2 separate regions of the Mus musculus genome follow, and region 2 is linked to region 1. The links are chromatin contacts, called in public HiCAR-type maps. All regions are on one chromosome and are shown on one strand. The core of a region is the stretch at or near the end of the contact, and the rest is flanking DNA. Distances in the headings are between cores, read along the strand shown. Region 1 overlaps Tab2 (TGF-beta activated kinase 1/MAP3K7 binding protein 2). Region 2 has its middle 84 kb from the start of Gm30820.

Region 1 (5,300 bases), core at 1,717-4,216:
GGCTAAAAGCAAATTATGCATCATAATTAGTAGTGACAATAGTGACCTAAATAGACATGCCTATATATTTAACTTCAGCCAGTCAGATTTTTGCACATAATTTCATTCGTATACATATCCTAATGCTTGGCTCAAATACACAGGCTTATTTCATGTCTTAGCTTGGTACACACATATTCTGTCACTTTCAATGGTGGAAAATGTTTCTAGATGATAATACATTTTTGAAATTTACCTGGAATTCAGGATATATACAAAACAATGTTCTCAAAAAACTGAATTTCTCTAAAGTGCCTGCCTTATCACAGTTTACAAATTTAAAGACACAATCGTTGCACTTAGTTTTAAACCCAAACTTTCTATTTTGGGAGTCCACAGTGGGTACTAAGGTCTCAAACATACTCTTAAAAAGTTACATACGTCACACCTTTGCATGCTCTCCACCCCAGAGTGTAAATAAACAAACACACACCTCCCTGAGGAGTCAGCCCATGCCAGAATGCCCAAGCTGGAAACACTTCCCAAGTGGAAGGTTGAGAACATAAAAAATAAACATTTTCTAGGATTTCGCTTTCCAAACAGTCTCACATTTAATGGATGCACTAACCTTTGGGTTTTGGTGGCACAGGGCCTACAAATCCAATATTGTCATAAAAGTTATGAATAGCGCTGGGGTTAAAATGTGGTCCTGAAATATACAAAAGGAACTATATCATCAATATTTATAGCTCAGAAATACTTAATTTTACTTTTTAAAGCAACAAATTCTAAAAATAAGCAAAAGAAATGCTTGAGATGATACCCGCTTAATTTCAAATTACATATAAGACTTCAAAAACATATCTTAGAACATAGATATAAGATAGTACTCATAAACACAGGCCAGTGATCGCAGGGAAGAAGTGACGTCAACACTTGTCAGAAAGAATTAGCAGCAGATCCCTGTTTTACGTAACAAGGTAAAATGACGGCATTTTAACATCAATTTAAGAAAGGTCCATCATTGTTCATTTTAATGGATGCTGGATTAAACACAGAAATGGGACTCAAGACTTTTCGTTAAGTTTCTTTTTTCTCTTTACATTTTGTATATTTCTATCCTCCCTCCCCGCCCCACACTTCAGAATTAGGTTTCAGTGATAAAGTTTCATTTATGTTTTCTATGGAACTGAGTGAAATCTAAGTACTTTTTACTACAATAAGAAATTAATGCTGGTAACTAACTGCTTGAAAAGTATCAAGTCCTATCACTGTCCATAGACTATAACATACTTTTATATCACTTTTCTATTTTATCAACCAAGACAGTGCCAGCGATATGAGGACACACAATTCTTGAAAGAAGAAAGGGAATGGGAGAAAGCCATATGGACACATCCTTACGAATACAACCCTTTGACATGCAGCTAGAAAGACAACCACTGTCTTCCCTTACCACAGGCTACAGCAGAAGGCTACAGGAGAGCTAAAGGCTGGATGTATTTGGTTTCTTGACCAGGTACATATTTACTGAGGGCAAAGAAGCCAACTGTTCTTTAGCACTTTCTGGCTCCAAAGCTAAATACTCCGAGACAGTGACTGGTAAGCCACAAGAAAACACTTGGCAGATCAATTCAATGAATTTCAGCTGAGAATGCATTGAACTTTACCTCGGGCTTGAAAAAGATCAATTTCTTTGGTTAAGCAGTCAATGTCAATCTGGAGTTGTCTATTACAACTTCTCAACTGCTGCATTTCTTCGAGCTGAAAAATAATTCCATATAAAAAGGTTTGTATTGAATTCTCACGTCATCAGTGAACAAAGAATGGAGTTGGCAGGGGGAGGTAAGGACAGAAAAACAAGTATGAACTAAGAGCATCTGCAGAAAACTAGAGCAAGCCTTTACACTGTGGCAGGCAGCCTGCTCTCCTGATCAAGCACAGGCCACGGCGGATGCATAACACTTACTGACGGTATCTGGGAAATGGAATTTGATCTCTTCAGGCGCCTTCGAGTTAGATTATTTTCCATCTCATTGACCTCAGATTTGAGTTTATCCAGCTTTTTCTTTTGCATCTCGAGCTCTCTTTGAAGCCGTTCCATCCTGGCCTTCTGGTGCACCAGCAGAGCTGCAACAGGAGCACATGCGTGAGGCCCCGCCCACTCCAGCAGCGAACTCTGCAGCAGACAAGCATTTCTGGGACAGCCTGCCAAGAACCCCAGAGCTACATTACAACAAAATACTGGGATGCACTTACATTTTCAAAAATCTTGACCTGGAAACTTTTCATTACTTAAGCAAATACTGCCCACCTAAAAATTTTTCACGGTTTGAATGAAACCTACACTACTATGGCTGAAGACAGTAGTCTGTTACTTTTTAAAAGATCCTAGCTTACTAAACTAACCGAATTTGCTCTTTTAGTAGTTCACATCTGACTCGTGGAAAGGACAAACTCTTTCCTCCAGTGTGACACCACGGTCTATGTTCGAGATATTCTAACATGATCATTTTACAGACATTTTATACGGGAATATGGAATGGGGTAAATAATTTTGATTATAACAAATAAGAATGACTTCAAACCACATGAATATCAACAAACTGTCCAAACTTCAAATTAAAAAGTGTCATTTAGAGTAGCAATAAGTCTTATGACATAAATGCTGAGCTATCTGGAAACGTTCATCAAGCTGTCAAAATTGATGTCTCTCCCCGGAAGCCGCCCATGAGAAATGGAAACCTTGTCTTTTAGGACACTGGACTGGAAAGACACCTTGGGATGGTGCTACCCAGATAACAAGCTGATGTGAGAAAGTACCTCAAGACTGCAGCACTGTTTTTAGTGCTTCCTATGTTCAGAAATGTTTGGATACACACAAACACTTGCCATTGTATCACACTGCCCCAAATATCCAGTATAGTCGCATGCTATGCAGGCTTGCCACTTACAGTCAGTAGGTATACCAGCATCTAGATATGCAGTAGCATTACCACACTGGTCTGGGCACTCCATGGTAATTGTATGATAAATGGACTGGCTACGTGGCACAGTTTTCAGACTGAATCACTTCCTGAATGTTGTTTACCTGTTCAATTAAAAAAGGAATTCCAGGGGCAGGCAGAGTGTGTGGAGAAAAGTCAAGATCTGAAGAGTACTAGTTAAAAATGTCCCCAAATTGAAGAAAAAGAAAATATAATTCTACAAGATAATGGAACATTTGTTCTGTTCACCTAACTAACTAAATCATCAAAGAGTACAGATGAATACACACATTTTCAAAGTTTGGGAGAACGTGCAACAACAGGCAGCTGCTGACACACAGACAAATATATGCTGATACCATGACAAATGACAGAAAGCTGCAGAAAAAAACCACACGGCAACTACGGTGAAGGGAGAGAGAATGCTGGAGACTGTGAAAGCCAAGTAAAACTCAAGTACTAGAAAATACAAGAGAAATAGGAAGTACGTCTTCCAAGAAGTCCGCTAAGGTCTTGGAAAGAATGCCCAAGCCCAGTGAACCAACCATTCTTCTCTGTGTTTCCTCTACAGGCCGCGCTTCAATCTCCATGGAAGCCCATTCTTAAATGCCAAGATGCTTAGTGTTTAGGGATTACAGATGAAAGGAATCGAGATGTAATATCTAAATGAAATACCCAGTTTCTAAATTAAAATGACCAAAAGAAAAATAAAGAATGTGTGTTTAAACCTATTCACCAAGAAAGGACATGGAAGACATAGAAAACAAAAAAATTGACAAGAACAACTTATACTTTTACTAGTGACCACAACAGATGTAAACACTAAATAAATAATTTCTTGCTGTGATCCTCCATGTGGGTGCTGGTACCTCAGGTCCTCTATAATTGCACTGCTGAGCAATCTTTCCAGTCCACAAAGTAGATTTTATAAATTAAGATCTATGTTGTTTATAGCAGAAACATTCCACTCACTCAGTCACTCACTCAGTCATTCTTCTAATAAGCTGAGAGGTGATCACACTGTAGTCACCCAGGGACACAATGCACAGGCAATCCCTCACCCCGTGGAGCTCACAGAAACAGGGCGACTAGGGCAAGAGAAGATAGCAACATCAGGACTCCAGAGAACCTTAAACAGATGAAAAAGGGTGTGTGCGTGTGATACTAACACATTCAGTGCTTTTAAGTCTTTTTGTCAAAGTTAATGAAATAAAAGTAATTTAAGCATGCCACCCCCTACCGCTGCTACAAAACTCCAGCAGAAGCTGTTGGTTACCAGGGCAGTCCCAACACTGCTTCTGGAATACAGGAATACTGGAATACAGCTGCCAGATTCTGATGGACACAAACGTCTTTTAATTTTATTAAAAACTGTAAAGACATTTCAAGTTTTATAGTGTAAATTTTAGGCACTATAAATAATTCCTAGTTCTTACAGAAACACAAAACTCAGAACTATTAGAAGAGAATGCACTTATTAAAGACTATCCATTGTAAAATGTCCCAGGTATTAATGATTATAATGATTTTAGATTTTTTTAAAAAGATAATTTTTGTCACTAAAATGTAGCAAGCCCTTATTTCTCAAGTTTAAAATTTATATGATTTAATATACCTAAACTAGGTATATGACTAAGCCATATTCAAGTTAGAATGAAGAAAGTACGTCAGCTTTTAAAATCAATCTAAATCCTCTGCAGAGCAGAGATTGTATCTGTTTTATACATTGCCGTGTCACCGCTAGATATCTACTTGGTGACCGAATTACAGAAGACTCAAAGATGGCAGCTTTTAAAAGCATCTTGTTTTCATTTGTTTTTACCATTTCTAAGGCTAGTTGAAATCTAGTTGCTGCTAGATCTTGCAGCAGGGCCTGTATTCAAACAACAGACACAACAAGGAAACTGAGATGATGCAGAACAGAGCCCACCAGCTAATCTAGTAATAACAGAGCCTATGAGGCAGGGAGAGCTTGAATTCAAAGCTTATTTGGGCATTATAGAGAAAAGACCTGTCTCAGAAAAAGAAAAAAAAAAAATATATATATATGCTCATTTGCATAAGCATATCTCTGGTTTATTTGTGATAATATCTAGTATCACATAAACATTACATAAACAGCTGTTATACTGTACTGTTTAATGAATAAGTCTGTATGTCTGCCGTCCAGATGCAATCCTGATTAAGTCCAATTGATAAACTAAGGTTAGATGTGACTTAACCCATATATTTACAGATATACATGTGTATAGTATGTACTAAAATGTGCTTTTATGTGTGTATATGTAGTTGTATGTATATATGTGTATATATGACTGACTATAAGGAGAAAGA
Region 2 (5,300 bases), core at 1,590-4,089, 150 kb after region 1:
CCAAATCCAGTTCATGCTGTCCCTGTACTCACTCTGGAGTTCGATCGATTTTCCCTTAGAAAAAACTGAGTCTTACTTCCCTGGCTCCTCAGATATGGGTAGAGGTTCATGGGTGCCTCTCCCCTCCATTCTAGAATGTGAACTGGCTTCATCTTGTGCAGGTCTTGTGTAGGCAATCACAACTGCTGTGAGACTGTGAGTGCTGCAATTGTGTCACAACTAGAAGACACAATGTTACTCCACTCTTTCTTGACCTCTGGCTCTTACTATCTTTCCTCCCTTCTTCTAAGCTAGTGCCTGAGCCTTAGTGTAGGAGATGATATAGATGTTCCATTTGTGGCTGGGCATGTACTGACATGTGCTGTGAACAGTTCTGAGTTTCTGTGTTAATCACTGTCCACTGCATGAAGAAACTCTGCTGATTATGTCTGAGAGTTTCTCTAATGTTTGAATATAGAAGTATAAATTTAGAGGCAGATGTGATACAATGTCTATTTAAAAGAATAGTAGTAACACTTTCATCCCTAGGGCTTGTGAACTCCCCAACTATGGGTCCTTAGCCAGATTTATAGAATTAGGCACGTATTTACTCCTGTGGAGTAGGGTTTAAATCAAACTAGAAAACAATTGATCACCCACATAACATTTGTGCCACCATTGCATGCATGGGCATATCTTGCAAAACCATTCATCATTGTAGTTCATGGGATTCATAGCTAAGTAAAAGTGTTGATAACTCTTTCCCCCTAGCAATCTACATAGCATCTTCTGGTACTATAAAAGATATCTAGCAGGAAGGATGCTTCTTTGTCAATAACATCTTGATTTCTCCATGTTCTGTTACCAAAGTGTGTCTTCAGTGACAGAGTCTTACCATTAAGTGGTTTTACTGTTACTGTCAAACTAGATAACAGGCAAATCAAATGATTGATGCTGGGGCTAACTATGCTGCTCAGAAGACCCTTTCCGTTCTTCTCTCTTGCTCCTCGTTTCTCTTTCTTAGACTACTTCCATTTGTCTGCGTGGCTCCTGGGGGTACGAGGTAATGTAGAAATTAGGAAACAGATGTTGGTGACGTTGGGTCCTCTTTCTGGGTAATAGCTTCCTATTACCTACTCACTACAAATAGAATCCTAGAATCAGTGTCACATCCTGAACCTAGAGTTATGTCCTTAGGACTTCATCCCATCTCGATAAGGCATGCATCGTCTCAGTCTGCTCCCTGTACTGACAGCTAGCATGGAGAAGGCTGGAAAGGATGGCTCTGTCTTGGATTATTGCTTTTGTTCTCATTAGTCTTCAGCCCATTTAAAGCATCCAGTGGAACAGAGAGTAAGTGTTTTGGCTACATTGAGAGTAAGTGTTTGGAGAAGCAGAGATGAAGAAGCCATTAGGTGTTTGGGAGAAGCTACTAGTGAAACATCTCCCCTTACTGGTCTTCTGGTTTATGCACAAATAGCAGAGCCACATTTGATCTCTGCCTTCATCAACAATGGAAACACTTCACAGGCTCACCTCCATGCAAGGCATTTTATCAGATTCCTTGCATATCTGATCTCATTGGCTTTTTATGACAATTGTATATGGACCAAATAGCCTCTCATTTGACAGAAGTAAAGATGAGAGTTGAGAGATTGAAGTAAAGAGTCTGAGGTCATGAATAGGAGAAGGGAAACCTGGGTGTCCCTTTGTACAGACCTACTGTTCTTTTTTTGGTTTGTCTTGAAAAGAAGCACCTTGCAAGGTGGTAAATCACAGAATCAGTGTCACAGAATCAGTGGTAAAGAACAGCTTGCAGTTTTTCATGTCCAGAGCAGGCTACGGTTCAAGTTCTTTCCTGGCCTTTGTTACTATGGAGGAGAAATGAACCCCTGACTCTTTCTGGTCTTATACATAAGAAGTAGAAATGAGAATTTAAAAAAATCTTGATCAAATGTGCTTATAAGCAATAACTCTCAGAAGCATCCACATCAAGAAAGAGGCATTTTTCCTACCTTGAAACGTACTCTGTAATGATTTCTTCCACCCACAACTACTTAATTATACAATTATTTAGTTAATGGGTAATATCATTAGCTCATATATTAGCTTAATATCAATAGAATATTTATCCATGTGCCTACTTTCTACTTCTCCTTACTCTTTGGTTCTCTACCTTTCTGCCTAGGCAGAAACAACAACAACAACAACAACAACAACAACAAAGACCCATTTTAAAAAATGCTGTTCCTTTGCTAAGCATAGAGCCAGTCAAATCTTTGGAATCTTTGCCAAAAAGAGAAAGAAAGAAAGAAAGAAAGAGAGAGAGAGAGAGAGAGAGAGAGAGAGAGAGAGAGAGAGAAAGAAAGAAAGAAAGGAAAGAAAGAAAGAAAGAAAGAAAGAAAGAAAGAAAGAAAGAAAGGAAAGAAAGAAAGAAAGAAAGAAAGGAAAGAAAGAAAGAGGGAGGAGGGAGGGAGGGAGGGAGGGAGGGAGGGAGGGAGGGAGGGAGGGAGGGAAAGATCAGGTCAGAGGTACACTGATTTACAAAAATTCAAATAGGATAAAGAAGAGAAAAAGAGACCAAGAAGCGCATTCCCATCCCCCAAGCCCTAGTCCAGTGTGGTAACTGCTTTTGTTTCTTGGTGCTTTGAATTCTCTTCGTAGCTACTTAGATTGTGCTAGAAATATGCCTTGTCCTCTTTTTGGTCATTTATCAGCCTTGGGTGTTGTTTTCTGCTCTCTGCTAAGAGAGATGAAGGACTTTGTTCCATTGCAACTACTATTTCTCACATTGACCTCCTTTTGACACTGCTGGGAAGAGATCGGGGATGGGTGTCTACCCTCCACACATGAATGGTTCTTGGCTCGTTCCTGTTCTTCAGTTGTTAGCACAGGCCTTGGCATCTCTTGAAACTTCTATCAGTCAAGAGTCTCATTGGGAAACAAGAATTTATGCCAGGTATTCAGTGGAGAGAATGTAATTAAGGGAGTTAATTATAAGGGCTTTGGAAATGCTGACAGAGCAAAGAGGACGATGAAGCAATAAGAGTTAGATGCAGAGGAGAGAGGTAGGACATTGTGCAGTTCCAGCCATTCACAGTGTTGACTCCAGGAGCTGGAAGCTGGCACTCCACAACAAGCCCATCCAGATGGAGCCAGTACCCCAGTGGGAGCTGAAATCCTGGTACAGTAGCTAGTGTTAGAGGCATTGCCCCGAGGAGAAAAAGAACCAGATCCTGGCCTCTTCCTTCCTCCCATCTGCCAGCCTCTTGCCAGTGCTTTCTATTGGCTTCCAGAAGCCACTTTGGCAAGTAGTCTGGAAAATGTAAGTGGTCAGGGTCAATATTGAAAGACAGAACAGAGTGGGGGTTGTGAAGAGGGAGAGAATATAATACGAATCCCGGGATGAATGACAGTGTTTTGGGGGTAAATCTTATTTCCCTTGAAGGGCATGGCATATTTCTAATCTTTTGTGACTCAAAATAGGGCCTTCTTTGCTAACAGATCCATTGAAGATGTAATAAGTTAGGATAAGGCTGTATTAGAGGATAACTGGGATCTATAAAAAACAGATTTTTATCCCAATACAATCCCACATACTTGCTGTCTGAAATCCTTCCAAGTGTCTGGCCCATCGCCCTAGCCCTGTCATGGACATGTTCTCTTTTATGTCATTTAAGTGGCATTCCAAGGCAGACCGAGTCAACAAAACCCATAATCTGCCATCCTTATGCTGCATCCTGCATCCATGCATCATGTTCAGCATCCCTGCCTCTTCCTGCCCAGCAATGACTGAGCACCACAAATATAAAACAAAGAAAATAACCATATTTCCTTTGCTGAGGATGTAACTTTTAACTTCCTTTTCATCAATTGATCTAACTTGTCAAGTTAACTGAAACACTTAGGCTTAGCATCTTGCCTACAATGATGCCTGGATTCTTTTTCTTAAGAGTTTATTCTTGGGTACCAGCCTTTAACATCCTAGCTCTGGTGAAACAAAGGCTGGAAGACTGGTGCAATTTTGAGAATAGCCTGGGCTATATAGCGAATTCCGTACCAGCCCTGGCTATAAAGCTAGATCCTGTCTCAGAAAAATAAAGCATAAACAAAATTCAGCAGTTATATTATGAATTAAGCATATTACATTGCCTCTGCATATAGGAGCAATGCTATTTAGTGTTCTTTATAGCGTTCCTTGGATCTTCAGCTCCCTCACAGCTAATCGAGTTCTAAGAGGCTCTAGAACTTCCAAGACTGCTTAAACAACAACAAGCAAACTTAAGGTAATAGCAGGAAAATCCGGTACAAATTGCCTGGCATGTGACCCACTAGCACTGAGAAAAATTAGTAATAGAATGACTGGTTATTTGGTTTTCAGACCACCCAGGTTTAAAGTAGCCATGGAACCACAAAACTTTGCTAAAAGCTATCTTCTTATTGTGGGCAAAGGACCAGCTATTTAGCTATTACTTGGATAATCTTGTGTGATTGGGAAAACAGAAGCAGCCTTCTGATGTATGATCTCCCCTCCAAGGATTCAGAGAACTTGTTATTTTGAATGGCGTTCTTACATGGGCATTGGTGGTCAAGTACATGATTTTGAAGACCTAAAAGCAAAAGAGGAAACAAATCATCAAGATGTATGCTTCTATCTGTTTTAAGTAGCTTTTCCTCCCTGCTTCCATAGGCATAAGATGATTTCCTTGAAAACCCATTTGCCAACGTTCATTCTGACATCTTCCACTCATATCTGCTCCTTCAGGATTTCCTCAGCTAGGCCTTTTATACCATGACCTGAGATGGCACAGTAGGTATCCACCTATTTCTTGGCTGGCTCGTGCAGCCTGTACTGGTTTTGTGGGATAATCTTGCTCATTTCTAACATTTAAACTGGCAACATTTGCTTGATTTTATTTGAAGTTGTAATCTTTACAATACATGCGTTGTTTCAAAGCAATGGCAATAATTGCCTGGCTTCTGCTATGCCTGCACCTTAAAGCCCATAATACGTTGCAAATGAGAACTCTTAGCAAACTTGGCCTCAGGAAACCCTTAAACAGAGAACTGGTTCCATCTGCTGAGACCACTTCCGGGCTCCCAGAGTGAACAGAAGCTTGGCTTCCTGTGAGATCTTACAGTTGCTTCTGCTTCCGCTTTCCGGTTCTAGCTGGAGTGTGGTGCACGCTCTTAGCTCACTCGGGGAGCAATGTCTAATTGGTAGCAGGCTGCCAGGCTCTCCCAAAGCCCAGTATACATGCTATGACAGTGACCAGTGCTGCAGTGCAAGGGGTCTGATACTCATGCAAGACTCCTTAACC

The links. HiCAR-type assays count read pairs that join an accessible place to other places.
Region 2: a HiCAR-type map of astrocytes shows a contact between it and region 1, with 2.7 times the contacts expected there. The contact joins two enhancer-like sites. A contact is called at or near these places in 1 of 484 Hi-C or Micro-C datasets (peritoneal macrophages), 4 of 115 datasets of contacts at active chromatin or transcription factors (CD8 T cells, the HPC-7 cell line, astrocytes and 1 more) and 3 of 9 other capture datasets (adipose tissue, liver and pancreatic islet).

What each region holds. Positions count from the first base shown.
Region 1 is chr10:7,909,440-7,914,739 of GRCm38.p6, forward strand. It overlaps Tab2 (TGF-beta activated kinase 1/MAP3K7 binding protein 2), which reads right to left. Exons shown (of 7, transcript NM_138667.3): 4 at 1,949-2,109; 5 at 1,650-1,743; 6 at 608-688. Among named protein-coding and RNA genes, the nearest start is that of Tab2, 44 kb to the right of the region's middle. Within about 2 kb of position 2,967, at least 8 of the 459 cell types and tissues checked have an H3K27ac peak or open chromatin away from gene starts, as enhancers often do. A contact at or near this core is called in astrocytes, where this site is marked.
Region 2 is chr10:8,060,827-8,066,126 of GRCm38.p6, forward strand. No RefSeq gene overlaps it. Among named protein-coding and RNA genes, the nearest start is that of Gm30820, 84 kb to the left of the region's middle. Within about 2 kb of position 2,840, at least 20 of the 459 cell types and tissues checked have an H3K27ac peak or open chromatin away from gene starts, as enhancers often do. A contact at or near this core is called in astrocytes, where this site is marked.